Regions from separate parts of the Zea mays genome. Here region 2 is linked to region 1. Evidence: chromatin contacts called from public Hi-C data. All regions are on one chromosome and are shown on one strand. The core of a region is the stretch at or near the end of the contact, and the rest is flanking DNA. Distances in the headings are between cores, read along the strand shown. Region 1 holds the start of LOC103627713 (kinesin-like protein KIN-4C). Region 2 holds the start of LOC103627718 (auxin efflux carrier component 1a).

What was found. Hi-C and Micro-C count contacts between places; a contact is called where the count stands out from the background.
Region 2: a contact with region 1 is called in a Hi-C map of leaf, with 6 times the contacts expected there. The contact joins the promoter of LOC103627718 here to the promoter of LOC103627713 in region 1. A contact is called at or near these places in 5 of 25 Hi-C or Micro-C datasets (bundle sheath, ear, endosperm and 2 more).

The regions. Positions count from the first base shown.
Region 1 is chr5:214,698,725-214,702,971 of Zm-B73-REFERENCE-NAM-5.0, reverse strand. It overlaps LOC103627713 (kinesin-like protein KIN-4C), which reads left to right and starts at 2,868. Exons shown (of 27, transcript XM_008648022.4): 1 at 2,868-3,169; 2 at 3,251-3,395; 3 at 3,700-3,846; 4 at 3,943-4,095; 5 at 4,187-4,247. The coding sequence starts at 3,126.
Region 2 is chr5:214,838,195-214,842,402 of Zm-B73-REFERENCE-NAM-5.0, reverse strand. LOC103627718 (auxin efflux carrier component 1a) reads left to right here and starts at 1,955. Exons shown (of 6, transcript XM_008648028.2): 1 at 1,955-3,390; 2 at 3,481-3,748; 3 at 3,915-4,000; 4 at 4,107-4,208. The coding sequence starts at 2,259.

The sequences.
Region 1 (4,247 bases), core at 1,619-4,118:
TGACATCGTACTGTTCATGCTGACTTGTATTCACTCGCGCGTCACACTTGGACTTTTGCCTTTTGTCAAGCCGAAGGTACAAATATAATTTGATATTGTTCATGTTCATTCGTGATGATATAATAAAGATATATTAATAATGTCATATGATTATTCATGTTATTTCTTATGTTTCATATGTTTCTTCTTTCATTAATATATATTGCGATGATGAAGGTACGTCCTTCACGACCTTCGTCCGAAGATTATTATATCCTAAGGGAGATCATGCTTCGAAAGACGAAGGGCCTTAACCATCAACATTTTGTGTTTCCTTGTTCTCAATTCATAGCAGTAGAGAACAAGTCCCTAACAGGACCCAATTCAAAAGGAGCAAAAGGACTTGAGTGTGCTGTGGACTGGCGCACCGGACTGTTCGGTGTGCCACCGAATAGTGTCCGGTGCACCAGGCCCGTACAAGGTTAAACCAGCCACTCTCGGGAAAACGCAGGCGCGCTCCGCTATAATTCACTGGACTGTTCGGTGTGCCACCGGACTGTCCGGGGAGCCAGCGGGGTAACGGCTACCTGCGAGCAACAGTCGACTCTGACAGCGCTACACTTCGCCGTCACTACACATCACTCTCAAATTGGTATAATGTTTCACTCATATTTACTTGTACCAATGGGGGAGAAAATAAATGGGGCTCTCAAAAGTCTCCGTTTTTTGCGATTAATGCCAAAGGGGGAGAAATATTAAGCCCAAAGCAAAAGGACCGCACCAACAACTTTAAAAATTTTCGAAATGATGATTTAATTGTTTTTTCACAAAAAATTTGTTTTTCCAATTGGTATCTTGTGATAAGCAATTTCTTTAATTGGTATATTTTCAAAATTGGCATCTAAATTACATACTTCCAATTGGTATCTATTAAAACCCTCTTGAAAGCTAAGAGGAGAATTTCATTCAGGGGGAGTTTTGTTTAGTCAAAGGAAAAACATTTGAATCAGGGGGAGAAAATTTCAAATCTTGAAAATGCTTCTTGCAATCTTATTTATATGCCTTTGACTATTTGCAAAAGACTTTGAAAAGATCTCCCAGAAAGATTTGCAAAAACAAAACAAGTGGTGCAAATGTGGTCCAAAATGTTAAATAAAAGAAAGCAATCCATTCATATCTAGTGAAATTATAAATTGGTTTAATTCCAAGTAACCTATGCACTTACCTTATGCAAACTAGTTCAATTCTGCACTTATATATTTGCTTTGGTTTGTGTTGGCATCAGTCACCAAAAAGGGGGAGATTGAAAGGGAAATAGGGTTAACCTTTTCCCAGTATTAATTTTGGTGGTTGAATGCCCAACACAAATAATTGACTAACTAGTTTGCTCTAGAATACATGTTCTACAGGTGCATAAAGGTTCAACACAAACCAATAAAAAGATTGAAGATAGGGTTCAAATACAAAGGAGCAAGAAACCGAGTGTGCCCTGGTCTGGCGCACCGGACAGTGTCCGGTGCATCAGGACCGTACAATCCCAAACCAGCCACTCTCGGGTTTTTGCCAACACGCTCCGCTATAATTCACCGGACTGTCCGGTGTGCTACCAGACTGTCCGGTGCACCAGCGGAGCAACGACTACTTCGTGCAATGGTCGCCTGCAAAAGCTAAAGCACATAGGAACAGTGCACAACAGTGCGTGGCAGAGCAGATCGCAGAGTCAGAGGCGCATCGGACACTGAACAGTGCCTGTCCGGTGCGCCCATCGACAGTAGCCACCCCAACGGCTTGTTGGTGGTTGAGGGCTATAAATACCCCCAACCACCACCACTCTAAGCATCCAAGATTTATGAGTATCACATTCATTACAAGAGCTCTAGCATTCACTCCTAGACACAATTCAAAAGATCAAAGCCTCTCCAAGTCCCAAATTCAAATCAAGCACTTAGTGACTTGTGAGAAAAAGATTTTGTGTTCTTTTGAGCTCTTGCCTCTTGGATTGCCTTCTTCCTTTCTCATTTCTTTTCTCAAGTGATTTGTAATCGAAGCAAGAGACACCTAAGTGTGTGGTGGTCCTTGCGGGGTCTAAGTGACCCGGGAGATTAAGGAAAAGGCTCACTCGGTCTAAGTGACCGTTTGAGAGAGGGAAAGGGTTGAAAGAGACCCGGTCTTTGTGACCACCTCAACGGGGACTAGGTTCTTTAGAACCGAACCTCGGTAAAACAAATCACCGTGTTCATCCGCTTTATTTCTTGGTTGATTTGTTTCCCCTCCCATTCGGACTCGAATTCATTTCTAACGCTAACCCTGGCTTGTAGTGTGTGCTTAAGTTTATAATTTTCAAATTCCGACTATTTACCTCCCTCTAGGCGACTTTCAATTACAAATAGTGATATGGATAACAATATAGAGTATCATATAATGCAGATAGCCTTAACACAACAGGTAGCGTACTATAGTGTCGATAGCCTTAGGATTCGAGATTTCCTTCCAACGTGGCACTGCCTAAGGACATATTTGGTTCTTTCTACTAAATTTTTGTCCGTGTCACATTTGATGTTTTGATGCTAGTTAGAAGTATTTAATATAATTTAATTACAAAACTAATTACATAAATAAGAACTAAACGACAAAACGAATCTATTAAGTCTAATCACTCTATGATTTGCATATGTTATGCTACAATGAACATTTGCTAATTATAAATTAATTATGCTTAAAAATTTAACTCGATATTTAGTCTTTATATAATTAGTTTTGTAATTAGACTATAACAAACTCTCTAATTAAAAGAGCCGTTGCCATGTCTAGAGCCGTCATTTCCTATAGTTGGAATTCGAAACCGCACCCGAACGTGGAGTTCTGTGCTCCCCGACGTCTATAGAGGCACAGACCATGTTTGCAAACAGGTATGCGTTAAGCCTTCAGTGATCGGTCCGCAGCTCACGCCACGCCCTAGTTTTTCGAAATCCTCCGAGCGGGCGCCGGGCGCTGCTCGCTCTCAAGTCTCACCCGTTCGCCATTCCGCTCGTCTCTCTCTCTCTTCCTCCCCCGCCCTCTCTCCCCCCTCGAGGGGGCGATCGACCCCAAGCCTAGCTAAGCTCGCCGCATCCTAAATCCCCAAACCACGTGCAGCTCGCCGTTGTATGTCGCAGAGCGTGGCTAATCCGGCTCGATCCGCCGGTTTGAGGTGAGTTTTTCCGCGCATTTTGGGGGAGATTTTAGGGTATTCTCTGGTGTTGTCTGTTCAGTCTGGGGAATTCACGATCAGGGTTCCGATGGAGACCACAGAGGCGGCGGCCGCGCATCCGCAGAAGGACAGTGTGAAGGTGGCCGTTAACATAAGGCCGCTCATCACGGTGGAGCTGCAGGATGGCTGCACGGATTGCGTCACAGTCACGCAAGGCGAACCTCAGGTACCGATCTGATAGTGTCTGATTGGTTTGGAATGGGACTTGGAATTGATGAGTTCATCAGCATTGCTTGTATACAAATTGAACGGGATGTACATAGGTGCTGAAGATCTTCAGATTTATGCTCAGGACCATCGTATTTGCTGATTTCCGACTCTTCTATAGTATTATATAATTTCATAGTTGAAATTACAATACACTTGTTGAATCAGATTCTGAACGAGCATATGCCTCTTTGTCAGGGTATTCATACTCGAAATGGCTAGCAAGTTCAAACATATGATCATTTGTTTCTATGTTGTTTCAGGTTCAAATTGGGCCCCATGTCTTCACTTTTGATCACGTCTATGGCAGCTCGGGCCCTTCATCATCATTAATATTTGAGCAATGCGTGCACCCCTTGATCGATGCATTGTTCAGCGGATACAATGCCACTGTTCTAGCATATGGCCAGGTGCAATTCTTTTGTGTGATGAAGTTTGTTTTGTTAGAGGATTGTCTTTTTGATGATTATTTTGTTACTTAAGTCGTTTTCCTTTGACAACCGTAGACCGGTTCTGGCAAGACATACACAATGGGTACTAACTATAGCGGTGAAGAGAACTGCGGTGGGATAATTCCTCAAGTTATGGATACAATATTTAGAAAAGTTGACACCTCAAAGGATGGCTCAGAGTTTTTAATTAGAGTATCTTTTATTGAGGTGAGATACCTAGTGGCACTTGTCTCTTTCTTATTTGTACCAGCATCTCTTAGCTTGTTATCATTGCGTGCTGTGCTGCTATGGATTTCAGATATTCAAGGAAGATGTTTTTGATTTGCTCGATGCAAATCAAGCTGCTGTAAGACTTGATG
Region 2 (4,208 bases), core at 706-3,205, 140 kb before region 1:
CGGGTGAGGGCCTCTGCTGCTGCCGTCCTCGCGACGGAGGAGTCCGTCGTTGCCTTGACCAGTTTGGGCCGCCCATCGGCCATCACCGCCGCAGCAGGATCCGCGTCGTCGACTCGAGACGAGTAGACGACGACCCTGTATGTACTGTACAGCGGCTCTCTAGCTGGCGACTGCATCTTGGAGCACGAGAGCTCTCGCCGTGGCGAGAGTACAGGAGCCGATCAGGATCGTGGCGCGGGGATGCGCGCGCGGGCCAACAAACCGGCAGCAGGCCAGGAAAACAGACTTTGCTGCTCTCATCTCATCTTCATGGTTTCCCGATCCGCGCTGCTCCCCATCCCCTGCCATTTTTTAAACGAATCCGCTGCTACGGCTAGCGCTGCTCGCTGTCCAACGCGCGGTTTCCGACGCCGAATTGTGGGGAATTTGTCGCTTTTGTGCTCGTGTTTTATTCCTCCCGATTGGGTGGGTTTGGTGACTCTGGTCGCCGTGTCATGTAAAGAATTTCGCGTTTGCAAGCTTGGAACGGCAGGTCGGCATGTGTGGGTCGTCTCAGACATTCCGATGGTAAAGATAACGAAACAAGTACCAGTCCACTCGATTAGGATCTACTGGTATGATGATAGATCGGGTACCTAACGTGTTAACAGTAATTCAGACTTTCTGTTACCCGAGCACGCCATCTTTTCACGGTCATTTCTCACGCATCTCACTTCACTGCCAGTGCCAGACCGCCACTAGCAGAGTATTCTCAGTACTAGGCATGTTTCAGCTCACGCACTTGAGAAGCTTTCGGTTGACTTGAACCTTGCCATCCACTGGCTGTGGCCTGTGGCGCGAAGAGGAGGATGAGAGATTTGGTCGGCTCATCACGGATCGCGATACCGGCCTGTGTGACTGAGCTGACGTTTCGGGAATATTCATTCATAGCTACGCCGGCGGGCAGCCTTTTGCCTAGCCCTCCTCCTAGCAGATTCTTCGTCGTCCGTCGGCACTGATGGCCATTTGTGGTCATTTCTGGCGGACTTTTTTTTTTCCGAGCTCTGTTATGTTACGGGTGGCACGAGCACGACAGTTGGCGGAGGAAAGGCGACGGACCGGGGGCCCGACACGTCACTGCATTGCATAGCCCCCATTCCGTCCGGGCAGCCGCCATCGAGCCCACCAAACATATCCCACTCCTTCCTTTCCTTTCAGGCTTTCACTTTGGGAGAGTACTACGAAAACTGCTCCCCAAAGGAACACCGCTCCTGGACCTCACGTCTAAAAGGTGAGAAAAAAAGTGCGCATTCCAGTTTCACACTCCGTGAACGATGGCAAAGCAACCTTACTACCTGGCACTGGCAGGCAACGAGAAGTAACCGACTCCAAGCCAGTGTGTACCGACCACTACACCCTCTATTGTCAGCCGAGTTCGATCAGTATATATATAGCTCAGCTGTCAGCTCACTTAACTACGAATTTCAGTTTAACATTGATACGGCCATACGGGCATGTACATTTGTATTATACTACTACCCGTATGTTATAATTTAGTATATAATTATATTTTACTAAGCTGCATATAATGCGATACTAAGGTTGCGTTTGGTTGAGAAGTGGAGTAGAATGAATGCATAAAACGTCTCAATTCCTAATTTTTTAATGTTTGGTTTCAATAAAAGAGAAGCGGAGCAACTGTTGGAGTCTGCATATGAAAATTTACTATAAATAGTTAGAGTGCTCACGCTCTACCAAAACGACATGATATGAACGCTCTCCTGGACACGACACGAGCGCTCTCCTACTCTCTGCACTTATATAGCTCTCTAACCAAACAAAGAACGGAGCGGCTGCCTGTCTATCGTGCTCCACCCTACACCGTACCAAATCACCCTTCACAGCACAGCGCGCCGTTCCGCTGTTTAGATGATAAAAAAAAGCGAGGAATGACTGAAGGAAGCAAACAAGGGATGGTCCAAGGAGAGCTTGGGGCTCGCTGCCACCTCGCGCGCCAGCGCCTAAATAAATCACTCCCACGCACACCCACCACCGCGCCGAGCACCTCCTCCTTCCCTTCCTTCTCTCTCCCACCCTCCTCACTAGCTCTATCTAGCTGAGTGAACTGAACAGCCCACTGGCTCGTCTTAGCTAAGCTCAGCTGTAAAGCTAAGGTTCGGAGTAGCTAGCGTGGTGGCCGGAGAGTGTAGCGAGCGGCGTTCAGCTCACCGGGGGCTGCTGGGTGAGTGAGGGAGCCAGCGTCGTGAGAGCGCTCCAAGATGATTACGGGGACGGACTTCTACCACGTCATGACGGCCGTGGTGCCGCTGTACGTGGCGATGATCCTGGCCTACGGGTCGGTGCGGTGGTGGCGCATCTTCTCGCCGGACCAGTGCTCCGGGATCAACCGCTTCGTGGCGCTCTTCGCGGTGCCGCTGCTGTCCTTCCACTTCATCTCCACCAACAACCCCTACACCATGAACCTGCGCTTCATCGCCGCCGACACGCTGCAGAAGCTCATGGTGCTGGCCATGCTCACCGCGTGGAGCCACCTCAGCCGCCGGGGCAGCCTGGAGTGGACCATCACGCTCTTCTCCCTCTCCACGCTGCCCAACACGCTCGTCATGGGCATCCCCCTGCTCAAGGGCATGTACGGCGACTTCTCCGGCAGCCTCATGGTGCAGATCGTCGTGCTCCAGTGCATCATCTGGTACACGCTCATGCTCTTCATGTTCGAGTACCGCGGCGCGCGGATGCTCATCACCGAGCAGTTCCCGGACAACGCCGGGGCCATCGCCTCCATCGTCGTCGACCCGGACGTGGTCTCCCTCGACGGCCGCAGGGACGCCATCGAGACGGAGGCCGAGGTCAAGGAGGACGGCAGGATACACGTCACCGTGCGCCGCTCCAACGCCTCGCGCTCCGACATCTACTCGCGCCGCTCCATGGGCTTCTCCAGCACCACGCCGCGCCCCAGCAACCTGACCAACGCCGAGATCTACTCGCTGCAGTCGTCGCGCAACCCGACCCCGCGGGGCTCCAGCTTCAACCACAACGACTTCTACTCCATGGTCGGCCGCAGCTCCAACTTCGGCGCGGCCGACGCGTTCGGCATCCGCACCGGCGCCACGCCGCGCCCGTCCAACTACGAGGACGACGCGTCCAAGCCCAAGTACCCTCTCCCCGTGGTGAATGCGACGTCCGGGGCGGGGGCGGCTCACTACCCCGCGCCGAACCCGGCCGTGGCCGCGGCGCCCAAGGGCGCCAGGAAGGCGGCGACGAACGGGCAGGCCAAGGGCGAGGACCTCCACATGTTCGTCTGGAGCTCCAGCGCGTCGCCCGTGTCGGACGTCTTCGGCGGTGGCGCCCCGGACTACAACGAGGCCGCGGCCGCCAAGTCCCCCCGCAAAAGTAGCAATCTTTCCCGCCGCTTGCTCGCTCCGCCCTTGGGGGAGTGTTTCTCGGGCTAATTTGTATTCTTTCTTTCCTTGGATAAACAAGTGGATGGAGGCAAGGACAGGGACGACTACGTGGAGCGCGACGAGTTCAGCTTCGGGAACAGGGGCGCGATGGACAGGGACGCGGAGGCGGGGGACGGGAAAGCCGCGGCGGCGGGCGGGGACCCCAGCACGGTGGCCGCGCCGACGGCGATGCCGCCGACGAGCGTCATGACCCGGCTGATCCTGATCATGGTGTGGCGCAAGCTCATCCGCAACCCAAACACCTACTCCAGCCTCATCGGCGTCATCTGGTCGCTCGTCTGCTTCAGGTCCGTACTACTAGCAGCTACCCAGCTACCAACCGATACGGCGGCATGCATGCATGCACCGGCCGGCGGAGTAGAGTAGCGGTAGCGGGTGATCTAGCTCTGGCGATGCGAGGCAGCTAGCCGATTGATAGCTTCGCTGTTGGATCTGCTGGTGTGTGTCCTGCAGGTGGAACTTCCAGATGCCGGCCATCGTCCTGCAGTCCATCTCCATCCTGTCGGACGCGGGGCTCGGGATGGCCATGTTCAGTCTCGGTGGGTACCGGCTGCGGCCTAACTTTCCTAGCTAGACCCTACTACACTACACCTCGGTATCGAACAGTAGAGTGAATCACCGGGACGTATCGCCATCGGCGTGCAGGGCTGTTCATGGCGCTGCAGCCGCGGATCATCGCGTGCGGGAACAAGGTGGCGACGTTCGCCATGGCGGTGCGCTTCCTGACCGGTCCGGCGGTTATGGCGG